Regions from separate parts of the Mus musculus genome. Here region 2 is linked to region 1. Evidence: chromatin contacts called from public targeted proximity ligation data. All regions are on one chromosome and are shown on one strand. The core of a region is the stretch at or near the end of the contact, and the rest is flanking DNA. Distances in the headings are between cores, read along the strand shown. Region 1 overlaps A430093F15Rik (RIKEN cDNA A430093F15 gene). Region 2 overlaps Ms4a20 (membrane-spanning 4-domains, subfamily A, member 20).

Region 1 (3,858 bases), core at 532-3,031:
TATTTTCAATGGGATCTTTGACATTTTACAAAGCATCCAACATGTGTTTCTTGAAAGACAAAATACAAAGACTCAGGGGCAGCCTCCTCTCAGAGGGGCCTGAGAGAGGCAGCCATGGTGCTAGGGTTTTCCTTTACTAAGAAGGCATTGATGGGCAGGCACAAACAGAGTGAGGTTTACAAGTCAAGTAACAGGATGCAATCAGGGTCAAGTTTCATGCTCTGAACGTATGCCGGAGTCTGTAAAGAAATAGTCTTGCTTTTAGGAAACACACCAGTTATCCCAACACTCAGGAGCCTGAGGCAGGAGGATGAGAGGTTCATGATCATACTTAACTATATAGTGAGTTCAAGGCCAGCCCAAGCAAACTCACAGGCATTGCTTTTCCACTAGAGACCTGTCCAGTGGCTGTAGGTTCTAGAACTTCATTTCAGGAGCACTCGGCACGTGTGGAGTCCAGGCACCTAGAAGATAGGGACTGTGTCCTTGGGAAAAGCATCCTTGGTGTGGAACTGTCTCCAGCCGAACTGGCCTCTCTGAATCCCACATTCCTGGGGTCCCAGAAGTTTAGGGTGTCGGCCTCAGGGCTAGATGGAGAGCTGAAGAGGAAGCAAGAAAACCATCAGCTCAGAGGCCAAGGGGGCAGCCCCAACCTCCTCTCACACACATACCATCCAAGGAAACTGAGCTTTGAGAGTCTGCCCTGACTCGTGGCTCCAGCTGGCTCCGATCCCTTCTGGCCGCCAGCGCAGCTTTCTCGCCATCTGCCTCGGGCCATATTTCCCTTTAAAAACAACTTTTATTTTAAATTATTTTAAGACTTTCATAGATGGCACAGAAAATTTCCCTACACCCTGGGCTCACTTTCCTGTTATGAGCCACTTGCGCAAGCAACATGAATTTATCACAATTAAGAGAATAGCAGTCAGGCGTGGCAGGACAAGCCTGTAATCCCAGCACTAGAGAGCTGAGGAGGGGGATGGAGACTTCAAGGCCAATAGCAATCAGCCTGATCTGTTTTTCCAATCCCTTCACCAAGAGTCTGGGTCCAAAACCTAGGGATGACTGGCATCTTCAACCTGTGCCAATGGCACACACTGCCAGTCACCATGACAGATGCTGACCTTGTATGTCTGCCTGAAGTGGCTTCCGACAGCTGTCTCCACTGTGAAGCTACAGTTTACCAGTCCTGTTTGCTTTTTTTGGGAGGGGTGGGGGTGGGAGTGAGAGGAGAGAAGGGGAGGGAAGCTTGGATCAGAAGGTAAAGTAAATAAATTAATTAATGAAGGAAGGAAAAAGATACATATGAGACACTAAGTGCACAGTCTGGATTTAGGAGATTTCGCCCCATTACAGCAGAGTCCCCTGTGAAGGAGAGGCAGGCTGATACCCTGCTCCACAGTGGCTGCATCTCAATTACCCAAATCTGCAGGTGAAAGGCCTGCTGCCCACCACCTTCCTAAGTGCGCTTGGAGAACACTGCTCTACAAGGACCAATGGAGACACAAAGATGCTAATTCAGGTAGTCAGAGCAGAGAAACCCGCTGATGACCAAACTCAGTGAAAGTTGAGCATGAGCCAGTAGCCAGCTCAGAAAAATGCCCTCGCACAGCCCTGAGGCACCCTCATCACCCACAAGGAAGGGGTGGGATAGAGAACTAGACTAGCCTCCATGTGGGGCTGCCCAGGACCATCTGGCCCACGTGACCTCCAAGGCATCTACCCTACTGTGTGTGCAGCCAGGGAAGGTCTTAGGTTAATTGTCTCTCTTTGTTTAAGAAGCAGGCTTGTTTCTTCCTTTGACATGTCTTTCTATAAATAGGCTACCCTTCTTCTACCTGAACATCTGTGTCCCACAAAGGTTTTTCAAACGTCACAGATGAGTGTCACTGCCTTTTTTCACTCCTGCTCCAAATTAAAACAAGAACCCATTGTCATCATCCCCCAGCTCCAACACCTCCCTGCCCCCTTCTTAATTTGAAGCTCGCTGACATCACCCTCGGGTGTCCTTCTCCAGGCTGTAGGCACTCAGGCCCCGCCAGAGCTCTGAGTAACACATCTGACCAGGCAGGTCCCCAAGTTCATCACTTTTTAATTAAGCAACATGAACTAATTAAAAGTAATTAGAAGTGAGGCTTCAAAGGAGCAGAGTGAGACACATAAGCTACTGTCCCAAAAGCAGAGAGAAACAGGGGAGGACAACAGACAGGCTCTCACTATGAAGCCCAGGCTAACTCTAACTCATGACCTTCCTGTCTCTGCCTTCAAAGTGCTGGGATGGCAAGCCTGGACTACCACGGCCAGCTGAGAAATGGTTTTTGTACTAAACTCATATAGAACAGAAGCCAAAGCCACCCCTCTGCTCCCACATTCTTCACAGTCTTCATTGAGTTTGCAAATATGTCACCTGTTCATGTTCAAGGGCTCCTCGTTCTTCTGTTCTCTAACTTGCTCGTGTAACAACCCTCAGTGGCAGTCATAGCTATTAGCCCCAGAAAGACTCAAACCCAGCCCAGACTGAGTCTGAGACTTCCTCTCTTACCACTGTCAGCCTCTCTTCCCGCTCAGGCGCCAAGGGTGTGGCAAGACAATGAACCCCTCTAATAAACCCATTCAAGGACATCTGATTTCCCCCCACCAGGACAGTGCCCACACAAAAAACAGAAAGCAAAGCTTTATGTGTCTGCAACAGTTTTATCGTCACCATCTTAGCAGCCACCCCCTCCAGGATCTGGATCTATAGATGCAGTGCACCTCTGGTCTGAGAGGCTTCCTTGGGGGAGGGGAGTTACAAAGGGACCTTTGGCAACATCTCAAGCACTCAAGGGAAGAGTGCTCATTGGCCCATAACCTTAGTGGCCCAGCCCTCACTTCCAGGAGTGACTGAGGGACAGAGCTCCCATAGGGGCTTCGGATCTACCAGACCCAACTGTACCTCAGCATCAGCAGAAACCATTACCAAGAGGCTCAGCCAGCAGAGATGCAGTGTCCTAAGGAGAGGCTTTGCAACACATCACCCTCTCCTCTCTCTAGAGGAGCGGCTGAGGCCCAAGGATTGCTGGCAAATTCCAGGACTTTGCCCAGCTTTGGAGACGAAGTCACTGATGCTGAGAGAGTCTCACTGGCCATAGCTGAGACATGAGTCCACAGTATAGACTTTCCCCTCTTTAAGGCCTCCAACTGGCAATCCAGAGGCCAGTCAATCTCTAGATGAGCATTTGTCTGGCAATGCTGAGGGTGAACCCATGACCCACACACATCCGGGAAGCGCCCTGCCACTGAGCTATAAGTTCAACCTTTCCTTCATTTTAAAAATTTTATGTTTTTGGAGTCAAGAGTCTCACTAAGTTGCCCTGGTTGACCACGGAGTGGGTGACAGACATATGTGCCAGTCCTCAAGTCTTGTACCAGGGTGGGGCTGGCAGGGTATAGCACCCTTCCAGTTTGCTGTGTCTGGCTTCCTTGAGGCTGCTACAGGTCCAGGAAGTTTGTAACCTGAGAAGGGGCCACGGAAGGCATCCAGGGACACCTCAGGGTGTTTGTAAGTGAACACATGGACTCATACAAACTTTCATCTGTCGGCTACAAACGCTGAAACTGAAGGCTCTGGAAGAGCTCCTTCCCAAAATGTCCACAGCCAACGCCAATGCCTACTGAGGGGCCATTAGTCCCTGCTCCGTCTTCAGTAAGAGGCCTGCCTTCTCTAGAGTTGGTTTAAAAGATGGCTTCTCCTGGGAGATGCTGGTCACGCATACCTGAACACAAACTGCTTTCTTAGAGTTCTTAAACTCTTAGCTGAATCACAGCACAGAGACTATGTTATCCAAACAATGCACTTTTGCGGGTTTGGCTATTGGT
Region 2 (4,073 bases), core at 137-2,636, 320 kb before region 1:
AAGAAGAAGAAGAAGAAGAAGGAGGAGGAGGAGGAGGAGGAGGAGGAGGAGGAGAAGGAGAAGGAGAAAGAAGGAGAAGGAGAAGAAGAAAAAGAAGAAGAAGAAGAAGAAGAAGAAGAAGGAAGAAGAAGAAGAAGAGAAGAAGAAGAAAAGAAGAAGAAGAAGAAGGAAGAAGAAGAAAAGAAGAAGAAGAAGAAGAAGAAGAAGAAGAAGAAGAAGAAGAAGAAGAAGAAGAAGAAGAAGAAGAAGAAGAAGAAGAGGAGGAGGAGGAGGAGAAGAAGAAGGAGGAGGAGGAGAAGGAGAAGTAGAAAGAAGGAGAAGGAGAAGAAGAAGAAAAAGAAGAAGAAGAAGAAGAAGAAGAAGAAGAAGAAGAAGAAGAAGAAAAGAAGAAGAAGAAGAAGAAGAAGAAGAAGAAGAAGAAGAAGAAGAAGAAGAAGAAGAAGAAGAAGAAGAAAAGAAGAAGAAGAAGAAAAGAAGAAGAAGAAGAAGAAGAAGAAGAAGAAGAAGAAGAAGAAGGAAGAAGAAGAAGAAGAAGAAGAAGAAGAAGAAGAAGAAGAAAGAAGAAGAAGAAGAAGAAGAAGAAGAAGAAGAAGAAGAAGAAGAAGAAAAGAAGAAGAAGAAGAAGAAGAAGAAGAAGAAGAAGAAGGAAGAAGGAAGAAGAAGAAGAAGAAGAAGAAGAAGAAGAAGAAGAAGAAGAAGAAGAAGAAGAAGAAGAAGAAGAAGAAGAAGAAGAAGAAGAAGAAAAGAAGAAGAAGAAGAAGAAGAAGAAGAAGAAGAAGAAGAAGAAGAAGAAGAAGAAGAAGAAGAAGAAGAAGAAGCAGCAGCAGCAATCAGAACACCCCAGTGGGGCACAGTGCCCTGCCCACTTCTGCTCGCCCATCATGGTTAGTCACAACTCTGGAAGCTCACATACATGGATTCTGGTTCTGAAGGTTCCCATGTTAGCTGTGCAACCCTGAGCAAAGTACTTTACTAACCTGAGCAAACACGGAGAACACTAGCAAGCTAAAAACTTCGTTCACACGCCTGTAAACCCAACACTTAGGAGGCAGTGGTAGGCAGATCTCTGTGGGTTTAAGGCCACTCTATTCTACAGACCACGTTCCAGAACAGCCAGAACTTCACGGAGAAAGTCTAAAACAAACTTTGCTCTCTCTTTCAGCTAAAGTTTTTTTTCCCCAAAGAGCAGAGGCCACTTTGCTGAGAAGAAGTTTGCCAACTATGATTGTGGGGAACCAGAGTCTGGTTTCCTTGCCTTTTTACCACCACCTAAGCAGTCACTGTTAACATCATGTTCCTTCCGAGTCTTTGTTCTAAGCTCGTAACCCCAAAGTATTGTGCAAGCATGTGTACACAGAGCTAAATATCTGGCGTTGCACTTCCAGAGCAGTAACTAACACAGTTGACCTCAAAACCTTGACAGTCCTCTTGAGATTTTGCTAGTTCCTGACTCAGTGCCAGCTCATATTCAGTTTCTGTTTCTGTGTGAAGGCTGGTTTTGTTGTGGCACAGCCATGGTAGCAGATAGAAGTAAATATGGCCCCTTGGCTGGTTTTCAAAAAATTCACCAAGCATGTTGCTTCTTTTTCCTGAAGCATGGTTGTGTATAGAGTCTAAGTGTCATTTCCAAGCCACAGTCTGCAGCCTTTGGTAAACCTAAACACCTCTGCCAGCCCCCTTCCTCTCCATACTACCTTAAGGAGCAAAGCCTACGTTTCTTTTCTATGCAAAGCCAGCCTGGTCCCTTCTCTGGAAGCAGCTGGCATCATTCCAGTGTTTTTATATTCACATAAGCTTACTACTTTTTATAAATATCTTCTTAGTGGAAGGAGTGAGTAAATATAATAGATGCCTGTTAGGATTTAGAGATGGTTTGGTTTGGTTTGGTTTGGTTTGGTTTGGTTTGGTTTGGTTTGGTTTGGTTTGGTTTGGTTTGGTTTGGCTTTTTGAGACAGGGTTTCTCTGTGTAGCTATGGCTGTCCTGAAATTCTCTTACAGACCAGGATGGCCTCGAACTCAGAGATCTGCCTGCCTCAGCCTCCCCAGTGCTGGGTTTAAAGATGTGCACTGGCACACCCGATAGGATTTAGATTCTTCATCCTTAGAAGAAGTGCTTCATTGGGCCAGCCATGGCCGCCCATGGATCGAACAGAGTGGGATTTCCTCCTGGTTTTCATAGCAGACGCTTAAAATTAAAACTAATTTCACTAAAACTTAAACTGACAAGGAAGGCACAAAGGAGATGACTTGGTGGTTTGTTAAAGCCCTTTGCTGAACTAACATGAGAGCAGAGTCCAGATATCTGAAACACATATAAAGGTCACCTGCCATTGCATCCTCAGAAGGCAGTGGATCCCCAAAACAAGCTGGATAGTAAGACTAACCAGATCAGTGGATTCTGGGCTTGACTGGGAGACTCTGCCTCAGTGAATAAGATGGACCTCAGGCCTTCTCATGCACACATTCATGCACAAGTACATGTATGTATACACACACACACACACACACATGCTTGTTTATGCGAGCATGAAAATGGGAGAAGAAATAAATGAATGAAGAAAGTCTTTAAAATAGGAAGAGAACTTCCTGCTACGCAACTTGAAATTCCTGTGTCCCTTTAAGTCCTTTGCTTTGATTTGCTGTTAAATCACTCCCTCTTCCCATGACCACAACTCATGGTTCAGCTCCTCCTCAATGAGACACCTTCCTTCATAGTCCATACAGTGTCCTTCGGGTCCCTTAAAAGAGTTTGGTGGCTTTTCAAGGGAAACTGGGACTTAAATACTGAAGTGGCACAAATAAGCCTGAAAATTCCTGAACTTGAAACCTGTTGATATCATGGCATTTATTAAAATTCATTACATAACAAACAGAATATAACTTTTCTCCCCCATTATCATTACTCTAAGGTTTCTTTTTTGTGTATGGAGGTGGTTTGTCTGCATATGTATCTGTGCATCATGTGAATATAGTGTCCTCAGAAGAGGGCACCAGATCCCCTGGCACTGGAGTTACAGACAGTTGTGAGCTGCTGTGTGGGTACTGAGAATTGATCCTGGATCCTCTGGAAGAGCAGTCAATGCTTTTAACCACTGAGTCATCTATCCAGTCCCTGTTGTAACCTTCTGACGCTTAGCACATTACAGACACTGTATATAATGACATCCTGACGAGCACGTGTACTGTGAAACGTGTTGTAAAATAAAAACTTTTTATGCTACTAACTTCTAGACAAGTTTGGAGTGAAGTTTTGATAGTAACCACACTTAATACACTTACAAAATGTTAGATTTTACAAGTTGTTTTTCGGACAAGAGAGTTAGAGAGATGGCTAAGTAGGTAGAATGGTCATTGCACAATCATGAAGACCTGAACTAAAATTCCCAGAACTAATGCAAGTCAGACACAGGACCACACCTGCAATCCTACTATGTCTAGGGTGAGATGAAAGATAGAGAATCCCCATGTATACACACACAGTAAATAGTGCTCTAAATCTGTTTATTCTATCCATGACTTCTTTTTATTTTTTTAATCTATTGCAGCATATGTTTGCAATTATAACAAACATCATAAGTATCTTCGTGGCTATATTTGGTTTAATTCTACTTGGATATGAATTTCCAATTTTTGAATCAATAGGAACTGAATACATTTGGTCAAATGTAAGTACCAATTTTAATAATAACTCAATAATAGTGTTAGATAGAACTGAAAAAAATATTACAAATGGCACACAATGAAATTGCTCTAAAATACGTATGGATAGAAGAACACTAGTTTGGAAATTGCTACGAAATCCTAGAAGTCATATAATTGTTGGGAAGGGCCAGAGAACTTGCCGAAGTAAATACCAAAAGTTATTATTATGGTATTATAATAAAATCACGTAGTATTTATACAAAGAAAAAAATCACCAGCTTGTAGCAGAAACAGTTGAGATAGAGGAAACCTGATGTGCATATCCAGACCCCCCAAAAAATAGTTTTTGAGAATTTCATACATGAGTACAGTATATTTACCTCATTCTATTCCACCTCTCCTCCTCTCCTTTCTCTTAGCTTCATGACCTC

Evidence for each region.
Region 2: a targeted proximity ligation map of memory CD8 T cells shows a contact between it and region 1, with 5 read pairs. A contact is called at or near these places in 1 of 130 datasets of targeted methods (memory CD8 T cells) and 1 of 9 other capture datasets (adipose tissue).

What each region holds. Positions count from the first base shown.
Region 1 is chr19:10,782,159-10,786,016 of GRCm38.p6, reverse strand. It overlaps A430093F15Rik (RIKEN cDNA A430093F15 gene), which reads right to left. Exons shown (of 4, transcript NR_027805.1): 2 at 2,936-3,858; 3 at 672-784; 4 at 1-599. Among named protein-coding and RNA genes, the nearest start is that of A430093F15Rik, 43 kb to the right of the region's middle.
Region 2 is chr19:11,105,269-11,109,341 of GRCm38.p6, reverse strand. Ms4a20 (membrane-spanning 4-domains, subfamily A, member 20) reads left to right here. Exons shown (of 7, transcript NM_027058.1): 5 at 3,546-3,665. Among named protein-coding and RNA genes, the nearest start is that of Ms4a20, 24 kb to the left of the region's middle.